3 separate regions of the Sus scrofa genome follow, and all the other regions are linked to region 2. A link is a contact called in public HiChIP or PLAC-seq data. All regions are on one chromosome and are shown on one strand. The core of a region is the stretch at or near the end of the contact, and the rest is flanking DNA. Distances in the headings are between cores, read along the strand shown.

Evidence for each region. HiChIP or PLAC-seq counts read pairs in DNA pulled down with a chosen protein or histone mark.
Region 1: an H3K27ac HiChIP or PLAC-seq map of alveolar macrophages shows a contact between it and region 2. The contact joins the promoter of ANKMY2 here to the promoter of SNX13 in region 2. A contact is called at or near these places in 1 of 5 promoter capture datasets (liver) and 1 of 2 datasets of contacts at active chromatin or transcription factors (alveolar macrophages).
Region 3: an H3K27ac HiChIP or PLAC-seq map of alveolar macrophages shows a contact between it and region 2. The contact joins the promoter of TWISTNB here to the promoter of SNX13 in region 2. A contact is called at or near these places in 1 of 5 promoter capture datasets (fetal skeletal muscle) and 1 of 2 datasets of contacts at active chromatin or transcription factors (alveolar macrophages).

Annotation. Positions count from the first base shown.
Region 1 is chr9:85,886,184-85,888,883 of Sscrofa11.1, forward strand. ANKMY2 (ankyrin repeat and MYND domain containing 2) reads right to left here and starts at 1,267. Exons shown (of 10, transcript NM_001243401.1): 1 at 996-1,267. The coding sequence starts at 1,062. It overlaps BZW2 (basic leucine zipper and W2 domains 2), which reads left to right and starts at 1,650. Exons shown (of 12, transcript NM_001245007.1): 1 at 1,650-1,773.
Region 2 is chr9:87,085,928-87,088,627 of Sscrofa11.1, forward strand. SNX13 (sorting nexin-13) reads right to left here and starts at 1,273. Exons shown (of 26, transcript XM_005667667.3): 1 at 431-1,273. The coding sequence starts at 1,030.
Region 3 is chr9:88,784,546-88,787,245 of Sscrofa11.1, forward strand. TWISTNB (TWIST neighbor) reads right to left here and starts at 1,257. Exons shown (of 4, transcript NM_001243956.1): 1 at 972-1,257. The coding sequence starts at 1,225.

The DNA of each region.
Region 1 (2,700 bases), core at 17-2,516, 1.2 Mb before region 2:
TGCTCTCCAGATCTGAGCCATGCTACTTAGAAAGAAAGAACACTGGGAATTGGGAAGCTTTTATGTTGCAGAGACTGGCCTCTCTGCAGTTCTATGGCAAGCTCATTCTTGAGCTTCAAACAACTACATAAACAACGCCGGCAGTTCCCACACATCCGGATCCTCGCGCCAAGATGGTGCAGAAGCCACGTAGTCACGCTGTTGTCACCTTCCAGGTAACGGGATTTAGCAGGGAATTCTTCTGGGAAAATGTGGCTTCTGGCTCTTCTCCCTCAGGCCTAAGTCTCCCTCCTTAAGACCGGGAGCAACGGAAGTGGGACTCGCTTTGGGATGTTAAGGAAAGCGCGGAAGGGCGCGATTAGAGCCCGGAGTGGTAGCGACGCCTCTCCAACCATCCCGCCTTTCTGCGAGTTCCTGCAGCTGCTGGGGGCTTCTATAAGGAGGCCTTAATGCGGCAAATTACAGACCCCGTTTTGTGCCCTTATAAAGAACCGTTCTCCTCAGGAGCTCCCCCCACCCCCAAGCGGGGGCGGGGACAGCCTAGGGATCCAGATCTTTCGGCCTCCGGAAGTCGAAACGGCCCTATACCACCGGTCTAAGAACCTGAAACTTGAGGCCACTATCGCGGAGAAAGACTGCCGTCACAATCACCTTAGGAGTTTTAAGGAACTCACATTCTGAGGCCCCATTCCAGATCGCTCATTATCATCAAGGTGGAGCCTGGAAATGTGCACGGTTTCAAAAGCTGATTTAGAGGACCAGCGTCTGCACCCCCACTCTGGTCCCTGCAGCACTTCTCCCTCTCCACCCCTTCGCCCCTGCAACAGGCCCCAGATCAAAGGGAGAAGCGCTCTTTCTCGGTCGTAGGGTGCCAACCTCGCAAAACTGTAACCAAGGGTCAGCCGGGCCCGGGGCGCCACCCAGGCTCTACCACGCCCTTCTTCCCCTCCCGGGACAGGCAGGCAGCACCCCCGATCGCAGCCCAGCACTCATACCTTTTCCGATAACTTCCAGCAGCTCCTTTTCCTCCTGGGTCAGCTCGCCTTTCTTGATGTGAACCATTGCTTCCGCCAGCTTGACTGCTATTTTGTTTCTTTGGAAGTATTAAAAAGAAACGCTGTGTCTATATTAGGAACGCCAGCAGCAGCGTTAGGCAACTTGAGACTAGGACACTGAGTAGCCAACCGCGGAAGCATTCGAATTCTCTCCACCCTCCCGAGGGCTGGCGAGCAGCGGGCGAGCTCGGGCGAGCTGGGCGGGCGGTCTCCCCAGGCCCAGCGGTAGTCTCCGCCCCTCGTGCTTCATTGGTCCGGCCGAGAGGAGGAGCTGCAAGAGGCGGCAGCGAGACTCTCCCATTGGAACAGACAGGGAAGGAAAAACCAAATGGAGAAAATCAGAGGGGGAGAATCAAATACCTCTTACAGGTTTCCCGTTGACATCCTTTCCCATTCAGATATCTAGGGACACACAATATTTAAATTTTGTATATGGAACTTGCGTGTCAGGCAATTTCTGCTTGGGGGCATGCATCTCCCTGGCTCTCGCTACATAGTCCCTTTCATTTTCCCGGACGTGGAACGACCCGGACCGGGGGTGGGCTGGGAGGCGGGGCGGCGTGGGAGGCGGGGCTGCGCCGAGCTCCGTGTGTCGATGTCAATGTGTCTGTCCTTCACTCCTCCATTGTCTGCCGCCACCACTACCGCCGCTGCCACCGTCGCTGCCGGAGTTGCCGCAGCCCCCAGCCTCGCGCGTCGCCGCTACCTCCTCGGACAGGTGAGAAGCAATCCAGCTAGGTTAGGGGAGATCCGGGAAACCTTCGATAATCGGGGCTAGAGCCCCGCCGGGGGCTGCCCCCCGGCCGAAGGTGGCAGGGAGGAAGCATGTGCCTGCTGGAGCAGCTTCCTGCCTCTTGGTGAAGAAGCCTCTCCTCTGCCCCGTTACCATTACTTGTACCGCGTATCAGTGCCCCAGAGTGAAGACCCGGTACTCGGCACATTTGGCTGCCCCCGGAGAACGAGGGAGCGAACAGGGACTGGCCACGCGGTTGGAAGTGGCGGGTGCACATCGTCTCTTGCGTGGCACCGCCAGATGCAGGTCCCAGGGAAGCCAAGGTTGAGGCTCTGGGCTAGAGGTGGGGTGGAGAGGAGCGCTCCCCATTACGAGCGAGGTGAACGCCTGTGAGAATAGTCTCGAGAGAAGGTAGTTCTCTTTTGGCAACCTCCTTCCCCTTCCCCCCGCCCCCACTACTGTCATCTCCCCTGGCCTCTGTAGAAGCTGTAGAAGAGAGCCGGATCTGATCGCCCTATGGTGCCTGTTAAGGATGTTTGGAAGCAATTTACACTTGCACTAGTACTTCGTTTATGAGAGACAGCCTGTGAGGAGGGGGTAGGAAGGGCCTCTTCCCTCTGCTAGAGTTCCCGGTCTCTTTGTAACTCAGATCTTGAGATTTATGGAAATAGGGAGGGGAGGGAGAGGGGGCGGAGATTAAATTGGGGCTGCTGTCTATATATAGCCTTAGATTAGCCTCTTAATCCAATCTTCATTCAACAGTAATATGTAGCCTCAAGCTTCCACTATAGGTAGCTAGGGGATAAATACAAGTGTGCTTCCTTCTGTGGCTTGGAAACAGGACTTGCTAATATGAAGGCAGTCATTTCTCCAGGGTGTGCATCAGTAGCATATTTACAGCATCAGTGAGAA
Region 2 (2,700 bases), core at 23-2,522:
AGGATGCTGACCGAGCTTGGAGGTGGAGGGCCCTGGAGGCCAGGACCCGAGAAGGCAGAGACCTCGGACAAACCGTAGGGGAACAGGAACCAGCAGCAACGCAGAGAGACCTAACGCTGCCACAGAGAGCGTGTAAGGAGACGCCACGAAGGGAGCGGCAGGTTAGGCAGTAGCGACAGCAGGAGGAAGATCAGTGCCAGGGGCAAGTGGCAACTGCGAAAGAGGCACAGGAAGCCAGAGGTGGTGGGACTCTGTTGAGTCAGCACAGCTCTTATTCAGGGGGCACTTGTAGGACCCCCGCTGCTCCTCCGGCCCCAGGGCCTGCTGCCTATGGTCCGGCCTGGCGGCGGCAGAAATGATGTTATCTGACTAGCCGGGGTCGGCCCCTTCCCCATTTCACGGGTAAACACTGGCCGCCGTCGCCGCTTACCTCTGTTAACATTATTACACCCCGGGGAAGTGAGCTCCTCCCTAGCCTCGCCGCATGGCAACAGCCGTAGCAGCAGCGAAAACTGCCCAAGCCGCCGCCAACGGCGGCGACAGCTCCTTCAGTCCTCTCCCGGGCGGCGGCTTTACTCGGCTTCGCTGGCTTCCCCCCGGCCCGGCTGCTCGCGACGGACGCGCCGCCATCTTGGAAGAGCGACGTCCGCGTCTCCCCGCGACGTGCGCTCCCATTGGCGGGCGCCGGGGCAGCTGGCGTCTCGTGACTGTCGCCATAGCGCCGGCGCGCGAGGAGGCGGAGGCGGATGGCCGGAGATCCACTAGGCGCCTGCTTCAAGGGTTCCGCCGCTGGGCTCACTGGCCGACCGGGGACCGAGGGGAGTTCAGAAACGCCCCAGCGCTGGGTCCACCTGGGAGCAGGCGTGCATGCCTGCGGCGGCCGCTCTTCCTCCGCCGCACGCCGGGGTCGGCTGACCCTGGGGTGGAGCAAGACCGGCGGCGGCCGAGACTTGCACTGATGGCGCTGTGAACCTCCCGCGTCTCGGGGACAAGGCGGCAGATGTCCAGTAGAAAAACTTCCCTCTCGCATTTCCCTGGCTCCGCGGCGACCAAAGAGCAGAAAGGGGATGTTCGGCTTCCTCCACGGTCTGGGCTTAAATGTGATCTGACACTTCTCCCCGCTCAGCCGCTCTCTCCTGCTAAACTTTGACAGAAACTTTCCTTTGTCTTTACCAATCCTTAGCAAGTTCTCTACTGGGGTGCGCGACAGGTTGTGGAAGTGATACCAGCATATCAGCTTTACTTTCGCTGATTTGGTGATTGGCCAGCACCTGTATAACAACGAGGGCTTCGTCTTGCTCCTCATAAAAGACCTCTTAAAAAAAAAAAAAAATCTAAGTCTAAGCCTATTTTGCTTTTTAACCGCAATCTGTGCTTTACTAGTTTCTTGATACTGTGTGTGTGATGGTGAGCAAATTTCAGCAGGTATTGACACAAATAGTCCCAACTTAATGCAACAGTGTGCATAAAAGCCCCTGAATCTGTTGCTAGATGAGTTACAATGTGTGAAAATAAATGCAATCACCTCTACCTGAATTGTAATGGTTGTAATTTACCTGAACCTGCTGTCAAAGTGTGTGTTGCCCTGCTGTACGTTAGAAACAAGTTTACAAGGAAATTGACAAGTGAGTTTTCAGACTTGACACACAGAATCCTTCCATCTCTTTTAAGGTGAAACAAAGGCATTCTGTAAAGCTAAGAATCTCCCGCTTCCCCTTTCTTAACAATAGTACTATTGTGTAAAATGAAATTTACTTAATACATTACTTTTAAATTCTCAAACCCTTAAGTAAAGGCCTTACAAACCTTGTGTTACCTCCGTTGTGTCTTCATCAAGGAAGCCGAATGGTTCATTTTGGTAGGTGGGAATTCAAAATAAATCCTGATTTTACTCAGTTCAACTAATTGAGAAAAGTAGTTTTGCTGTTGTTTTACTTTCAATTTTTTTTTTTTTTTTTTTTTTTTTGTCTTTTTGTCTTTTTGCCATTTCTTGAGCGGCTCCCGCGGCATATGGAGGTTCCTAGGCTAGGGGTTGAATCAGAGCTGTAGGCTCAGTGGGCCTAACCCACTGAGCAAGTCCAGGGATCGAACCATCAACCTAACCTCATGGTTCCTAGTAGGATTTGTTAACCATTGAGTCACCACAGGAACTCCTTGCTGTTGTTTTAATCTTCATCTGATATATAATTTCCATATTACTGGGCCGGCAAGATTCTGACCTCTGCAACAGAAAAAAAATCTGTTACTGGTATTGACAGAATAAGCCACAAACAGAAAATAAGATTGGAAAATACTATCTGGCCTAAGACATTAAGGGAAATGAAGAGATACTAGAGACCACAAGGAACCTGGAAAAAGATAACTGTTCCAACCTATAAATAAGAAAACAGAGGAGGCTTATCAATATTTAAGACACCAACTAGTAAATTAAAACTGTAATTTAGGTGTCTGGCCTGAGTAGTCTTCTTTCACATTTTCCTCATGCCAGAAGCAAAGCATTTTTACTTATTTTTAAGGTAAAATAACTGTAGACACAACTTGAGATCTGTACCAACCTGTGAAATGACATTAATATGCTTTTAACATTTAGAAGTTTGTCCATAAACCTAGAAGCAAGCCAAATTCATTAACTCCAGGTTTTCTCAGCCAGAATTCTTTCTGTGACCTAAAAAAAAAAAAAAAAAAAAAAACCTATGCTGA
Region 3 (2,700 bases), core at 7-2,506, 1.7 Mb after region 2:
TTTCAAGTCTCTAGAATACAAAATAGACACATAAATGTGTGCTGGTATTTAAGGGAGCTATAAATTCTAGACCTGTGTGTAGCGTTCAGGATCCCTTGATAAGGCGGTAAAAACTATGGATACTCTGCCCAAGAAAACTGACACAGGTAACTCCTGCAATTTCCATGGTTACATTAAATTCCTGAAGGGCAATAGGAAATCCACTCACCCTAGTTTTGGAACCCTTGCTTTCGAGCCAAGGAGTCTAGAAGAATATTAAGGTGTATCTGCTCCTTCCCCATGACCCTTCTAATTCTGAGAGTTTTCTAGCTTTCTTTTTTTTTTAATAGCTTACTTTAAATGCACAAGAGAGCTTTTTCATTTTCAAGAGCAATAAGCAGGCTCTTAAGAAAGAAACAAAGTAATAGTTTTTCTCCCATCCCTGATCCAAGGTACAAGAGGAAAGAACCCAGGGGAAATACTAGGGCCAAACAAACAACTAAAACCACACCTGGAGGTTTACAAATAAACGACTATACTAATGCTTCTTGTACAGTTTTCCAAATAGTGAGAGAATCTTTTGAAGTGCCGCATTCCAAACTTTAATTGTCAAATGAGAAAACATAAAGAACTGAGTCTAACCGGTATCCAGACCCCTGGGTCTATTCTTACCCCTACAACCCAATTGTGGAGTAGCTTCTTCACCCCTTCCGCTGCCAAAATTCACGTCACCTTAACGTCTTCTTTCTTGCCTATGAAACGAACCCCTGTTTAGATCTTGACCAGGGAGGCACAGGCCTCTCCAGGTGGAGTGCAACTCCAGAATGCCTCGGGGGTAAACTAGTGGCGACCGGGGCTAACTTTCCCATTTGCCCCTTCTCCGCCAGTAATATGTCCACCCGCTGCCCTCTCCCATGCTCCCAAGGAAGGCGGGTAGGCAATGTTATGTTATGGTGTCCGCTCGGCGAAAGAAAAGTCAAAGACACTGGTACCTCTCGGAATAACGTAGGAGTTCTGCATCCAGCTGTTCTCGGATACCGGTGCGTTTCCTGTTAAGGTAGCGCGGCGACAATGCGATGTGTCTCCGGTGCGGCCCCGCCACGAGGCAGGAGTAGCGGCTGCTCACCAGCGCACAAGCGGCCGCATAGGTCGGCAGCTCTAGGCAAGGCAAGACACCGGCCGGTCCCACCCCCGGCCCTTCCGAGGCCGCCTTTGGCCGTGAAGCCTCTGAGCAACCCGCAGCCATGAGGCTCGTCAGGCTTCCCACGGCGCGCGTCCTACTGACGCAGTCATTAACCGCCTATGTCCGGACGCCGGGTTTCTACGTCATGCACCAGCTACCACGCCCCTAGGAAATTTCCTCTCCTCGCACTGCAGTACTCAGGTAGGACCAGCAGGGGGAGATCGCTCTTTCGCAATTGTACGACTAGGGACCTAGGAGCCTGTGGTTGAGCATTACCCCCTCGTCTCCCAAGGGCGCGCAAATCGTATTTTCGCTGTCTTCATTAGATTTAGAATGTATATTTAATAGTGGTTCATACTTTGATTATATCCAATAGTAAGGTGGTTTGATAGGTTTTACAAGCTTGGATAATAAATTTCAAAATATTTATGGAATATATATTCTGCAGGGAACCCAATCCTAAAAAGCAGCCCAGATGCCTCAAATGCAACACTTCTCAAAACGAACCCATCATCTCTTTCCAGTCTCGCATCTTTCATTCCGTAATCACTAACTCAGGAAATTGTACCACAGTTTTCCAAATGGCTTCATGCTAGGGGTGTCTGTTGCACGTCCAAACGTCGAATCAGCGCAAGATTTGTGGGGCCCAGAGCCGAAATGTCAGTCTCTTCAGACACTTCTCTTCGTTCTCGATTCCAAAACTGCACAAATACCTGTGGAAGTTGAGCTTTAAGGTCAAGAGGACGCTTTCACACACGTGTCACGATTTGCATGATTTGCCCGGTTGCCCCACACAGGACCCCATTTCCCTCAGGAATAACACAAACTCCTTAACAGGGCTTTTAAATTACCAGGTCTTGGTATACATAAAATATGATTTGTATCGCATTTTCATTTACCACTCCCCACTTTACACTATCCCCTGCTCAGTGACCACTTTCAGTCCACCCTCTTCCCCTCCCACATTCCTCTCCCCCTCTTTCCAGTTCCCTTCCTCTCTTCAGTCTTAAGCTCTTCCTTCTATCTGGGAATTGGGTAGCTTCTCTCACAGGGAATAGTTCTACTCCTGTGTCAAATATTAGATTAAATTTTACATTCTCTTTTTCTACAGAGTTTACTACCACCCTATTTCTCCCCACCCCCCCAAGTAAAGATTAAGTAGGTCCTCATCTGTGTAAATTACTGCCATCAAGTACTTGATTTTTTTGTTAATTTTATGTTAATTGCCCTCACCCTCCTCCACCCCCCATTCCCCACAGGCTTCTTTCCCTCCAAGTTCACTAAGGTTGGGAACTTGCTATCAATCTTGCTCACCACTGCAACGCCTATATGATGCCAAAGGAAAAAAAAAAAGGTAAAATAAAATTCATATTTCATGGTAGGACAAGAATAATTTAGACATAAGAATTTTCTCTGCCAGTTTAGGCCTCCTCCCTCCCCTTTAGTGTGTATTGTGCACTTGCATAATCAGCCCTGCTTAGGAGATAAACTTTCTTCTTAATCCTGTAAGTGGTCGTGGTGACCCACTACAGACATTG